2 separate regions of the Mus musculus genome follow, and region 2 is linked to region 1. Evidence: chromatin contacts called from public Hi-C data. All regions are on one chromosome and are shown on one strand. Each heading gives the region's core, a stretch centred on a gene start, on an enhancer-like site or on the middle of the called end of the contact. The rest is flanking DNA. Distances are from core to core; before and after follow the strand shown.

What was found. A called contact is a pair of places that touch in the nucleus more often than the background predicts.
Region 2: a Hi-C map of the C2C12 cell line shows a contact between it and region 1, with 2.2 times the contacts expected there. The contact joins the promoter of Cavin4 here to the enhancer-like site in region 1. A contact is called at or near these places in 4 of 39 promoter capture datasets (the 3T3-L1 cell line, frontonasal cranial neural crest, macrophages and 1 more), 9 of 484 Hi-C or Micro-C datasets (the C2C12 cell line, the CH12 cell line, Sertoli cells and 5 more), 3 of 115 datasets of contacts at active chromatin or transcription factors (the NIH/3T3 cell line and embryonic stem cells) and 1 of 9 other capture datasets (adipose tissue).

The regions. Positions count from the first base shown.
Region 1 is chr4:48,611,221-48,618,444 of GRCm38.p6, forward strand. It overlaps Tmeff1 (transmembrane protein with EGF-like and two follistatin-like domains 1), which reads left to right. Exons shown (of 10, transcript NM_001356272.1): 4 at 3,737-3,763; 5 at 6,012-6,111. Among named protein-coding and RNA genes, the nearest start is that of Tmeff1, 30 kb to the left of the region's middle. Within about 2 kb of position 4,506, at least 12 of the 459 cell types and tissues checked have an H3K27ac peak or open chromatin away from gene starts, as enhancers often do. A contact at or near this core is called in the C2C12 cell line and embryonic fibroblasts, where this site is marked.
Region 2 is chr4:48,660,937-48,668,160 of GRCm38.p6, forward strand. It overlaps Cavin4 (caveolae associated 4), which reads left to right and starts at 2,578. Exons shown (of 2, transcript NM_026509.3): 1 at 2,578-3,093. The coding sequence starts at 2,686. It overlaps Tmeff1 (transmembrane protein with EGF-like and two follistatin-like domains 1), which reads left to right. Exons shown (of 10, transcript NM_001356272.1): 10 at 1,065-2,195. The coding sequence ends at 1,149.

The DNA of each region.
Region 1 (7,224 bases), core at 3,256-5,755:
GGGTGCTTAGAAGGTTGTAGGGCCAACTTTAAGTTAGTGGGCAGAGTCCCCAACACTGCTGTCACTTAGGTTACCAGTTAGAGTGCAAGAAGTTCCCCAAACTGCCCTCAGGTACAATTTCCTAGAAGGGCTCTTAAAACTCACTAAAAGCTATTAGAGTTATGATTTATTGCATGGAGAAGATATACTCAAAATTGGCCAAAGCAGAGATGGGTAGGACAGATTCTGGGAGAGGTCCAAACATGGAACGTCCAGCTCTGTCCTCTCCAAGGACTCACGGACAGTGTTACTTCCTCAGGGAGCACTGTCAACCGGGCAAGCGGAGCTCCAGCGCTGGGGTTTATCGCACCTTCATCCCCTATGTGGGATGTCGCCGATCTTAGACTCTAGCTCCTCTAACACAGTTTGACCCAAAGCTTCCATTTTAAGTCACATGACTGATCTTGTTTTTTCCATTTGTGTGTCTTGAGTGTGTGATATAAACATGCATGATGCATGTATTCAGGTAAACTCCTCTATGTGTGGGTGGATGCATGGCAAACTAGAGAGAGACATCTGCTATCTTTTTTTATTACTATTTTATTTTTGTAGATGAGTGTTTCCCCTGCTTGGAAACTAGAATCTGTGCAGAGCCCTAGAATGTCAGAGGAGAGTGTTTCGGAGCGAGAGTTGTGGGTGCTGGGAGATAAACCCAGGTCCTCTGTAACGGCAGCAAATGCTGCTAACCACTGAGTCAACTTCCAGCTTCTAGTCGTTATTTCTTGGAGTTTTGGTCTCACTGCATCTGTGGTATAGTTAGACTGGTTGGCCAGGAAGCTCCCAGGATCTGTCTCTGTCTGCCCAGGACTGGTGTTACTGGAATATGCTGCCACATCGGGCTTTTTACACGTACGCTCGGGGACTCAAACTCAGCCTCAGTCTTGATCTTGCTAAGGTGGCTAAGCCCTCATACTGTGAGGTGTGGCTGGCCTACTCTCTATTTCTGTTGTAGAGCTCACTCCCAACAGACACTACTATCAGGTATACTATAAATGACTGCCCAGAAGCCTAGGTTAAATATCAGACCTCTCTGAACAAGGATAGATTTTTACTGTACACAAGATTATTGTGCTCTTGGGCTGTCATGCGATGTGCTCATACACTTCTCTAAGTACATTGTGTTTCACAGGCTTCATCTAGAAATTTTGGGGACTCTTTCTGATGCTATATTGATCATTTATTAGGAGCACGTGTGTAAGACACCAGGTTGCTTTGATAGGCAGTGACAGGAGGTAGCTTGGCAGGTTGCAAACAACCCTGAAACTAGGAGCAGAAGGCCTCAGCGTTAAAATTGGCCCAGCTTTTATTTACCATGTAACCTTGTGCAGGCAGCTATGGCTCTGTGAACTCTGTTTCTCTAGGTCATTACATGGATATCTGCCTTCTGGGCTTGGTGAGCTCAGAAATACCGAGGTGGTGAGGTACCTTATTTTGTTGCTTGCTGACTGGGCCAGTGTTTTCATGTTTTTAGTCTTTAGAGGTGTCCTATTCTGAGAGTTTGAAATAGTTTCTCTTTCAATTACTCAGAAAAATCTCGTCTTAGGCTTTACTCTGGAGTTCTTCTTCTCTGGCCTCTCTAGGAAGTTTGTTTTATCGTCTGTGTATCTATGCATGTAGCATGCTGCATTTCACTTACCTGATCTGCTTGCTTACAGCCACTTAGGTGCTTTCTCAACCAGGAGGCTGTGTGTCCTGTCTAGGGAAGCAAAACACCTTCTCAGAACTGAGATGGACTCACACACACACACACACACACACGCACGCACGCGCGCGCGCGCGTGCGTGTGTGTGTGTGTGTGTGTGTGTGTATACCACTGATACAATTCTAACAAGGGAAACTACTGTATTATCAGAGTACTTACAGTTTTTAATTTATTTAGGGATTTTAAAAAAAGATTTATTATTTTATATATTCGAGTATTACTGTTGTTCACTTCAGACACACCAGAAGAGGGCATTGGATCCCATTACCCACCATGTGGTTTCTGGCTGGGAATTGAACTCAGGACCTCTGGAAGTCAGTGCTCTTAACTGCTAAGCCATCTCTCCAGCTCCTGTGTGTAGAAATCTTTAATGACCAAGGCAGCTGTGAGGTTTTTAAATATCCATTAAAAGTGGACATGGCTTGAAAAAACGGTTTAGGGTGAGTGTCTCATGTACTTGGAATGAGTCTTATCACTGTAATTTATCACAGCCCTTGGAACTTAATATGTGTCCAGTCAACATACATGGAACAAAAGTTTTCCTAAGAAAACTAAGGGTTAGGCTTTCATAAGTTTTTACAAATTCAACTCCTCATCTTCCATTCCTCCATTCTTCCCCTCGTTCCTTTCAGGAGACAGCCTCACACAATTGGCTAAATCAAAACAGAATGCAACTGAAAACTTTGCACACAGAGCCTGTTCCCTTGCCACTGCCTGCATGTGTGCTTTCTACACTTGCCACTGCCTGCATGTGTGCTTTCTAACCCCCTGTTGATGTGTTTCTGGTGGAGGTTGGAGGGAAGGACTGGTATTCAGTATTATCTTCCGTTCTAGAGACGATTTGAAGAATAGAATCAATTCCCAGGGGCCAAGATATCATCTCCCCTATAGAGTGCTGAAAAGTGTCAAAACTTCATCTTCCATCTCTGTTTTATTTTTATTTTTTTTACAGCTCCATGCTGATGATATGACAGAGTCTCTTGTTTTCATTCTGTGTTATATATTGGAATTTTCAGTCCTATACAATAAAACTTTAGAGTTAGGAGTGTGACTCAGTGGTAGAGTGATTGTCTAGTATGTACAAGGTCCAGCCCTACAAAATAAAACTGCCTAGTATGTATAAGGCCCAGTACTATAATTTTTTTAAAAAATTGTACATTAGTTACATTTTAGACTGTGCTCTCTCTGAGATTTATCCTGGATAGATTTCCCAGAGGAAGCTAATTTTATCATTACTATGCACATTCAACCCTGAGGGAGGTTCTCCTTGCTAAACCTTAGGGACTTTTTTTTTTTTTTTTTTTGCCTTTTGGCCTCTGGTCTGTATCCACAAATTTGATTAAGAAGACTTTTGGAGCCAGGCTCAGCCTTTATCTTTCTACTAGAAGCAGTTTATTCAGCTCCTCTCCAGCCCTAACAAAATTAAAATTTCCTTTTACCTTTTAAATGGGTGGGCAAATCATTTCTGTTTAGCTGTTCATAGTATCTTTTAGTCTTGGTACATGGGATCTGGGTATTTCCTGGCCGGCTGCCTTCTGAGATGTAAGAAATGTATTCTAATATGTTAGAAAGACTGATGGTTATGTGTCTAGGCTACTTACTCTGTACAGCCTAAAGTAGACATATGAAAATAAACCTAGCTGCCAGAAATGTGAGAAAAGAAATATATGATCCTGGATGCCATAGGGTTTTTTTTTTTTTTTTTTTGTTGTTTTTTGTTTATGATAAGAAATGTTTGGGCTGGTGAGATGGCTCAGTGGGTAAGAGCACCCGACTGTTCTTCCGAAGGTCCAGAGTTCAAATCCCAGCAACCACATGGTGGCTCACAACCATCCGTAATGAGATCTGACTCCCTCTTCTGGAGTGTCTGAAGACAACTACAGTGTACTTACATATAATAAATAAATAAATTAATTAAAAAAAAAAAAGAAATGTTACTATCTGAAAAGAGAATTTCCAGGAGAAATATTTACATTTGTTGTTTCTCTTCTCAGATAACGGCTCTGGATCTGGAGAAGGAGGTAAGTTTCAATGACTTGACTATTTTGAGAGAGTACATTTGTAGCTCAGGCTGGCTTGGAACTCCCCTCTGTTCTCATGTCTTAGCCTCTCAAGTGATGGGATTTCAGGCGTGGTCCTCCATGTCCAGTTCAGATGTTCTCCTTTGATATTTAACAACGCTGAGATAAAACTCTGACACCATAAGGGCTTCCTCACTTGAAGTTCCTAGCTCAAGGACTTTTAATGATATGCAGCGTCGTGGCTCATCACCACCACCACCATCCTTACAGGGAGCTCTGTCCCCTGGCCACCAAGGCTACTTTGGCTCTCCTTGTAACCTCAGGCAGTCTTTGTTCCACAGTGTTTTCACTGAAGGTATATTGTCAGACTAAAGGGAACCCATCATAGCTCCTGTTAAATTCAGGTTACACAAGCTGACTTCTGCTCAGGATTGTCCACACAAGTGATTTTTATCATGAAACAGAACTTTGAAATCTCTTTTATTTGCTTCTATTATTTTTTTTTTTAAATCGTAAGTCATAAGGATTCTTTTTTTTTTTTTTTTTTTTAAATCTAGAGTAAGTTGTGTCTAGAAGAGAAAGCCCACAAAACAGCTCTGGTAGAATTAAGAGTTAAATCAAAAGTTTAAAAATTTTCTGTTTTAAATTTTATTTCAGAGAAAAATGGTTTCTGATGTCATAGTTGGTAATAGCATTGCAGGGCCGGAATGAGGATGACTAATCTGCCTCATGTTTAATGAAGCTGTAAATCTTACTATCTACTCTATGCACAATAATATTTGAGGTACCCTGAGGATATGTTAAAAGACCACTCACTGGGAAAAATTCAAGCGCAAGTATAAGCTGTAATTATGATCCTAGCCACATGAAACCTTGTGTCAGGCTGCGCCTTCCTCATAGGTTCCCAAAGTTTCTGAGGTGGAAGGGACTTTGAAGGACTGCAGAGAACAGAACACTTATGGGGAGGAGTGCAAGGATGGGAGTTTCAGCCGGAAAGAAAATGATAAAAGCTACTGAACAATAGGATTTGATTTAAATGGACGTGTTTAAGCTGGAGCTCTGTAATCACGTGTGAACGCTAACTTCATGAATTTTAGATCTGAGAGCAAGAAAGGATGTTAAGAGATCACATGACCTGGTCCCTGCGATCCCTGTTCCATTAGGAGCCTCAGATGCTCCTAAGATTTGTTAATATACTACAGTCCTGGCTATTTAGCTGAGAATGTAGGCTGTTGTCAGCCATCAGGGGAGCACGGGCTGGAATGTTCAGTGGTTAGCTCAGTCATGTCGGATTTCATGATGGTTCTGAAGTCTCAGAATTATTAGCTATCATGATTATTGCAATCTGTTTGGGTATTCATTTGTGTTTGAGTGCTCCCAGTCAGACTAGGCAGATAGCAGACACTGGGGAGGTTAGGTGTCTACGTTATCTGTAGACACGCCTTTTGATAAGTCCTTCACTGACTGGCTCCCCTATACGGAATTCTATCACACACCACGTCCCTCGAGGCCAGACTCCTTCCTCACAGCTGACCTCCTGGCCTTCTTTGAGAGAGCTGCAAAGACTCACTCTAGTTGAGGCCCACAGGTGCAGGTTGCCCTTGTCTAGGGACTGTGAGTTCTTTGCTGACAATGATACGTGCTCCTTCTGTGGCTGGGAAATGGGAGACTCGAAGATTTCTACATCTGCATATTTTTTTGTCTATGCTAAGTGGATCAACTAGAGAAGAGGGACTTGTAAGAGCATCCCTTTCCTCATGCTGAATCGGAGACAAATATTTCTTTTGACTGTGAAGTGAGTTTTTGTGTGTTTAGAAAGTTGGGTGTGGAGCTAGTGTGAAGGGAGGTGATGATAATACGGTTTTCGCAGGCTGTGTTCCAGCATGTCTGTGCCAGTCAGCCTCCACAGGCGCTTCTGGGCGAGGAGAGTCACAGACTGGTTTTTTGCGCATGTTTTATTTTCTTCTACTCAATATTAAAGGGCAATTCTTTAGAAACTCATTTATTAAACCTTCCGTATTGTCCCAGCACACACAGCCTAAGACGTTATTTCGCTAACCTCGCTGTGTCGTGGGGATATGTTGTTCAGTAGCCGCAGCGGTTTTTGCTTCTAACTCTGAGAGCTTTTTAGAAGTGATTCTCTCCAGAACCTTGGGCGCTTTTTCCTTCAAAAGAAGATGATGGTTCCTAAAGGCCTGGAAAGGATCCATCGCAACTTCTGCGTGAAAGGTGGACTTTTCTCTTTCAGCAGAGGAGGAAGGCTCAGGAGCAGGGGCTCACAGGAAACATTCCAAGTGTGGACCGTGCAAGTACAAGGCCGAGTGTGACGAGGATGCGGAGAACGTTGGGTGAGTTGTGGGGAAAGGCGCGGATTGCTTTCTAGGCCACTTCCCCCGCGTTGTGGGAAGAGCGTGCTACCCTGGCCTGGAGGTTCTGCGCATGCGTACTTACGTTTTGACTATTGCTGTTAGCCCTTAGCTAGTCTGACCGTCTCACATTTTAAGTTGATGTTGCTACAATAACTGTTTAAATGTTTAGAATGAGAATCAGTATACAGTTTTTGAGTTCTATCTGTGTCCTTTTAAAAATAATTTTGATAGCTGTTTTAAAAAGGTAGCTGTGATACAAGCCCCAGGACACCCCCACCCAAAGAGCCAAAGAATAGTTCCCGCGACATTCCGCCTTTCCGCCTTCCTCCGTTAGCCCCTTGGTAATCCACCACCAAGCCTGGGGACTTCGCCCCAACAAAATTGTAAACGTTGTTAGGTTTTCGTGTAAGACTCTTGCTGTATCGTGACAGCTGTGATTGGTGAGTTGACTGTCCTGGTTGCCAGTTACACTGCGATTGTAACAATGTTTTTACTTTCTGTACAACAAGGAAAAGCTTTATAAATAAAATCTTAACATTTTGGGTCTGTTTTTTTAAGAAATTGTGTATATTAATAATGATTTATTCATGAAAACTGTTGAGTTGTTCCAGTCCCCTCTGCTAGCATCTATAACGCCCAGCTTCTGTTTCTTCTCTTGCAGTTTTATGCAAAAACTTAGTGTGTTTTTGTGCATTCAGAAAAATTTAAGAAATTTTCAAAAATGTAGCTGTATTAACTGTTTTATATAATCGAAACTTATTCTTATAAATCTCAGTTTAGTAGTTCATGTGGTTTCTCTTATCCGTGTCCCGCTTACACCAAGGTGAGTTTAATGGCCAACAGACATTCGCTGAAAGAAGTACAGTGACAAGCTGGCATCAGGCAGCCGTCAGGCTGAGTTCTCCTTTCATCAGAACCATGTTTGCGTACTCCCTACCTTGTTTTTTTCCTTTCCCTACAGTGTTTAATTTGTGCATATTTGATTTTCAAAGCTTTGATACTGACTTGAGGACCTGACAGCTAGATGAATCTTATTCATTTTCTGTTTCCTCTAGTGCATAGTCAAAAACACTCATTTTAAAGAGATTTGTA
Region 2 (7,224 bases), core at 1,328-3,827, 48 kb after region 1:
TCAGACTATTAGAATGGCAAATTGGCAGGGACTTTGAACATGTCTTAGCCAAACTCTACTGTATAGAAGAAAAAGGCCTGGTCCCAGGAACTTGGAATTCCTCCCGGTCATGGTGGGTTAGTGACAGTTGAAACCAGTTGCTTAGCCTGTCAGCCAGCTCCCTCGTTATGAAATGGATATGATCCCAGCCCTGTCTGCATCAGACTATATTTATAAGGATTAGTGAAAGAAAATCCACTGAAACCATCAGAAACATTGTCGTTAAGGCTTTTAAGTTAAGGCAAAGCAGCCCTCTTTGAAACTGAATGCAAACATGGAATATTAGGGCAAATACAGTGGAAATGGTCTTGTAATGAGGCTGTTTCCACACAGGAGCATCGAATTTGCACAGATGGCTACTACCGATACTAACAGTAGGATCCAAACTCAAAGTGGCCAGAATCCACATAAGTGCCTTACTCTGCATTCACACACTCCTTTGCAAGAGCTGATCATGCAGTCTGGTGGGTAGAGAAAGGAATAGTTAACACTGTCTGGAGGTTTGTTCCACATTAGGACCACCTTTACTGAAATGTAAGATCAGGGACCAGGAATCCCTCACCTGTAGGGAGGGGCCCAGTCTCCTGGGCGGTTCTGTGGCATGCCGCAACTAGGTGTACTCCAGCTCTGATTGACTTAGAGGGCTTCCGCGCATCCTGTCTGAGATCATCGGTGTTGTGCTATTGCTCTCCGTCAGAGAAGCTTCCTTGTCGCCTTGGCGCTGTGATAATGCTCAGGAAAAGTAGTGAGGTCAGCATCTTTTCACCTTCACAGCGATCAGTCTCGGGAACTGAGGACTTACCGGGCCAGAGAGGCCGACGTCCCTCTCAGAAATGTGTATCAGCAGTGTGTGACCCCTCCCAACTCCAGCTATAGAGCAAAGAACAACCAGTCATTGTGCCTTGAATTAAGTCTCTTACTTCCTTTTCTAACGGGTGCAGTGTGTGAACTGTGCGTTACTTTGACATAGTTTAAACATCCTTAACTGATTTTGTTTTTTAATATCTGTATTTTCAATGCAACAGGAAATGCCCCAAGAACAATAGAGGGCGGAGGCAGAAGCAGAACCTGGGTCATTTTACTTCAGACACTTCATCCAGAATGGTCTGAGCCGCGGACTTTTATATGCGCACTGACCACGTGATGTACATTTATTATGTCTTTTTTTAAAGAATGGAAATATTTATTTCAGAGGCCTTATTTTTGGACATTTTTAGTGTAGTACTGTTGGCTCGTATTTAGAATATTTAGCTACAACAGTTTTTGACTGTTTAGTAGTCTCTGTTTTATGTTTTTAAATACAGAAATTGGCTTCACGAATTTGTAACACATGGTGATACTACTAAGACTTGTTCTTTATCCATGGAATGTAATATTTTTGCAGAGACGGATGGACCCACTTCACGGTGGTCATAAAGTCATACTTCTTCCCCAGTGACCACAGCAAATGACAAAGCATGAACTAAAGTAAAGATGTTTACAGATTACTTTTCTTACAAAAAAAATCTAGAGGACACTGTGTTTAAATAGATATTTAAATGCTTTTGAGGTTTAGTATCTGATTTTTTTTAGACACTTCCCCTATTGCATGGGCTGCCAAGCTGTGTGTATGTGTTAGATGTCACATATTTATAAGCTGTACAAACTGCAGTTGACTATTTCTCTCCTTGAAGAAATAATCCTAATCATTTTAAAAGGGGCCTGGGAATTAACGGTGGAACAGGTCACTGAAAATAGGTTTAGATATTGTCAAGATAGGGCGTTTAATGAGCAGATTGCAATAAAACCTACAGTATCAGCTAAACTACTTTAATACACATTCATTTTTAAACATTGTATTTGTTTTAATATAAATGTACAAATTATATCAGTGTTTGTGAATACAATGCAGAAATAATTGTTAATGATTGGTGCTCTGAAAGTGAGCTTAAAAATGACCTAAGACCTCTAATTCAAATCTGTCCTGTAGTAGCTCTATTAATAGATCGTTGGTGTTTCAAAGTCTGAACTGTGAGTAGAATGTATCGAGGCGTTTAACATGTAGTTTAGCCAGTCAAAAGTATGCATGTAGAGTTTAAAGACTATGTTTAAACTTAAATATTAATTTTAATAATTTGATTTGGAAAAGCATGTTATAATATAATGTTTTCACTATACGGTCTGCTTTGTGTGCTCATTTATTGTATTATTTGATATTGGTCTGTTAGTACTAATAATAGGAACAATTCATAGGACAAGAAGATTGCAGTTCAGAATTCTCTTTCCTTTTACAAACCACCCCCTGAAATGATCCAAAGAGAAAAACTTAGTTCAGTGTTTGAAGCAACTTGGCTTGCAGGCTCAGTATGAGTAACATAGTGGCTTTAGTGAACTTCTTCTCACAGTTTCCCCCTCCCACCCACACAGACTTATTTGAGGTCCTTAGTCAGTCGGCAAGCATGTTTGGAACCGGCCCCGGTGCTTTGCAAGGGCTCATGTTGCAGGGCAGTCACGTATGGGCACTTGTGTTATAAATACTTGACCACTCTCCAGGGTGCGGTTTTCAACCCTTTAAAGCAGCTCCGTTGCCTGCTTCCTAGCCGACTTTTGGCTCCAGGCGTAGGAACCGGATTGCCATAGGACACCTTCTGCTGAGAAAAAAGTAAAATGGAACACAACGGATCAGCTTCAAATGCTGGTAAAATCCACCAGAATCGGTTGTCAAGTGTGACGGAAGATGAAGACCAAGACGCAGCCCTCACCATTGTGACCGTGCTGGACAGAGTGGCCAGTGTCGTGGACAGTGTGCAGGCAAGCCAGAAGAGAATTGAGGAGAGACACAGAGAAATGGGTAACGCGATAAAGTCTGTCCAAATAGACCTGCTGAAGCTCTCACAGTCACACAGCAATACGGGCTACGTTGTCAACAAGCTGTTTGAGAAGACCCGGAAAGTCAGCGCTCACATTAAGGATGTCAAGGCCCGGGTAGAGAAGCAACAGGTTCGTGTAACCAAAGTCGAAACCAAGCAAGAAGAAATAATGAAGAAAAACAAATTCCGAGTGGTAATCTTCCAGGTAAGCTTGCATTTGGGGCCAGCTCGATGACCATATTCCCTCTCATCCTTTGCCACCGAGTCACAGGGGTGTCCAATGTCACATGTCAGCCATGGTATATGGGAATATACTGAGCTCGCCAAATAGTCACCTTGGGAGAGAGAACCATTCCTAACCAATGCTGCTGTCTCTCGCCCATGGGTCAGGCTTCTTATTAGTCATGGAATGTGAACTGTGGCTTGTGGCTCGGGCTATTTCTTGCCTTTGAAACTCAATACTGTCAGGTTCTTTCAGCATTTGAGTCTTAGTAAACACAGTGACCCAGTAGACTTTAGAATGTTGGAGCCAAAAGGGTCTTAAGAAATCTCAAGTTTGAAGACTGGTTTTGCTACATAAAAGAAGAAACCGGGAGGTTCCAAGGATGCAGTTCGGGAGTAGAACACTTGTTCATGTGGCCGAGGCTTGTGTTTGATTTACAGCAGCCCCCTAAAAGAGAACAGTTTAGGAGCCAGCACCCAGGCAGTCATAGATTTATTCTTACCAAGAACTCAACCAGTAAATCAAAAACTCTGAATATAGTTTGTCCATTGGAATTTTTTTTGTATTATTCACAATAAGAAAAGCTAAGTGTTTCCAAATCAGGCCATTATTTGTGTTAAAAATGTTGACTGGTTTTGTAAGACAGTCCAGCCCATAGTTCATGGTGACCTAACCCTCACTATTTAATAATCCAGGCTGGCCTCAAACTATGGTGGTGATCCTGCCACAGCCGTCCAAGTGCTAGTACTATAGACACTGAGTCCCAACTCCCCATTAAGTTTTATGTCTTAATATTATTCTTACAATAATACAGATATAGAAGTCCATAAATAATTCCTTACTCAATTGGGAAGCCTTTTTCCCCCCCGCTAAGATCCTATAAATGCTCAATATATGTTTTTAAAAGACCCTATGGGAAATACATATATTGTATTATAAAAATACAGTATATTTCTTAAGCTCTTGTAAATTAAATGGACAAGTTGGACTCTTTAGTCACATTAAGAATGAACGATGATAAGAAAAGACAAAGCAGATGACACCAGGGATCTTTGCTTGCCTATTTAAACACTGGCTGGTACAGAACTGTAAATCCAAAGTACAAAGGTTAGGGAAGGCCCGTCTTTCCAGTTCTGCTCTTGGGAGAATCAGTTGGCACATTTTGGGAGACATTTTTGATAGTATGTATTATGAACTTTAAATTTTTCCAAACCTACTGGCCCCGAATTTCCTGTGTGTCAGAGGATTTGTTGTAAGCATAAAGTCAGGAATGTGTGGGAATGTCCATCCATGCATACACACATCTATATACTTTTAAAAGTGGAAGTCAGTGTGCACAGAACCCTAGAAGAGCAGACAACATGAAATACAGAAACAGTGATAGAAACGTCAGGCCTGTAACCTTCACGTTCTCTGTGCATTCGGCAGTGTCCCAGACTCAAGTTACGCTGGAATGGGCGAGAGGTACTTTTGGATTTGTTTTTATCAGTTCACAGGGTATTTAGGGAAAAGATGGGGAATTTCGAAGATAGAAGAGTACACTGGTGTCTTTAAAGTTCTTTCCCATCACCCTTTTCTTATAAGCTCCGAGAGGCCTTTCTCTAGGCTTAAAAATGTCACCTGACTTCAGGTGTCCATTCCAGTACTGGTGCAGATAGTGATGAGCTGGGCATGGGACCAAAGAATAGATCCATTCACCTCCTGGGGCATCAGCCACTGCCTGCTCACCCTCATGTGCATGCTTATGTCAGGAAGAACACTGGGGGCCCCACGTATCAGGGGAACCTATAAGCAAAGCAGTTCCCTCAGGATTCACAGAAGCTGCAGCAAGGAAACAGAAATTTCACCTGGCTCCATCTATCGGTGAAATTCTCTCCCTGACCCCTACAGAAAAGCTGTTTTTCTATTTGTTTCTATTCTCTGTAACTTGCTGGTATTTCCTTCCTGTGTTTGGATTCTATAGTTCCATAAAGAAACTGAGAGATACTAGCTAATCATAAAGCTCTTTTCTTTTAAGACAGACTACCTTGAAGATGATGTGAAACTAAGATGTATAAATTATGCAGGAGTTTGTCAAAACAAAACAAATTGCTACCTTTTAGAAGCCTACAGGGAAAATAGGAAGTTTCATATTGTTGACCTAAGACTGAAATTTCTGTACTTGTTATAGGTTAGAATGTATATAGATATATTTACATGGTTATTTTTAGCAGTTAAGATTAACCTTACTTAATTCTCATCGAAGACTGTCCCTTCTAAACTTATTTGAAACTGAGCTAGGCCGCTTAAATATATCTTCATTTTTTTTTTTTTTTTTTTTTTAAGATTTATTTATTTATTATATGTAAGTACACTGTAGTTGTCTTCAGATACACCGGAAGAGGGCACCAGATCTCATTACGGGTGGTTGTGAGCCACCATGTGGTTGCTGGGATTTGAACTTCGGACCTTCGGAAGAGCAGTCGGGTGCCCTTACCCACTGAGCCATCTCACCAGCCCCCATATATCTTCATTTTTATCTGAGATATTCCTTAAGTTTTCCCAGGCATCTCTTTTGTTGATAATATTTATTGGTGTCTTATCTTCTACAGTTGTATACGTCTAAGCTTTTGGCCAAATTCTGAATGTTGGCATTTAAAGGTTGCCTGACATTCTTACCCAGGTTGTTTCTCTTTGAACACTGGTGATCCCTCTCCCTGTGCGTGGGTGGCATGAGCCACAGCGTAGCTTCTCAATTGCAGTTACTAAGGAAGCACAAGTCTGTGGCTAGAAAGTTTTCAGTCTCCTCTAATGATAAGTTCTGCACTTCTGTGTATCCAAAGTGTTGCTGGCTGTGTTCCTTTGATACTGATTCGCTTCCACTTTTCTCGGATCCTTAGCATTCATTCTGCTGTAACAATGGTCCTTTAGACCAGGTGTGGTGGTGTAAACCTACAGTCCTGTCAGTTGCCAGGCTGAGGCAGGAGGATTGGGAATTCAGATATCCTGTGATTTTTGAGGCATGCCTGAGCTATGTGAGACCCTGTCTCAAAAACAATAAAAAGCTAGTTTTACCTGGACTTTGATATAGACATGTGATTGTATTCAGAAGTCAACTGTAATTTACCCCATCAACCTTCTGTCGTTAGCACTGTGTGCTTGCCCTTAACTCACAGTGGTCCCAGCTCCTGGGGGCTGTGTTAGATTCCCCGGCAAGGTCTTTCCCTACCTTTGTCTCTGTTTGCTTGATTTTGTACTGTCGGCTCTGTGTTTGAAGAGAAGGATGTGTGATACTCCAGTTTCCCCGTGTCTTACGCCTCCACTGCAGGCTTCTGGGGATCTCTGTCTACCAAGTAATACCCTGATGCCCTTTGGCTCTTTCCTTTTCTAATTATACCTTCTTAGGCTCGCCCAGCCCACACTTTTGCTGAGGCGGCTCCCCACAACAGGTGTCAGGAAGGGAGAGGAATAACTTGCCTGCCTCTAACTGATTCATCAGAGAGTCATTAGACGCCCACCTCTGCCTCTTTTGTCCAGGAGAGGCAGGGCTCATGAGCATTCTGATCCTGTAGCCAACAAGGCCATTTCAGTGAAGGAATTAGATTCTAAGGATGTCTTCTTGACTATCAAGCTGGTCATGTCTTAGAGTGTGTGCAAACATCCTTCTTGTGTATTTATTCAATCTGTTGAGTGGAATCAACCTGAATTTCAAACGTCTCATTTAGAAAATTTAACTCATGGTCCAGTTTTTAAAAATGTCATAATTCTTTGAGGCCAGCCTGGTCTACAGAGTGAGTTCCAGGATAGCCAGGGCTACACAGAGAAACCATGTCTAGAAAAAAAAACAAGAAAAAAAAAGTCATAATTCACCGGGCAGTGGTTGCACGCCTTTAATCCTAGGCAGAGGCAGGTGGATTTATGAGTTCTAGGCCAGCCTGGTCTACAAAGTGAGTTCCAGGATAGCCAGGGCTACACAGAGATACCCTGTCTCAAAAAAAAAAAAAATCGTAATTCCTGAAGTTTTTGCCTGTTGTGTTTTAGAAATAACCTCTAAATGGCACACCAGTTTCTTTCACCTGTGCCCTGTGCTGGCCTGTCTCTAGCTGGTTCTCTTCTGACACACTTGGCAGAGTC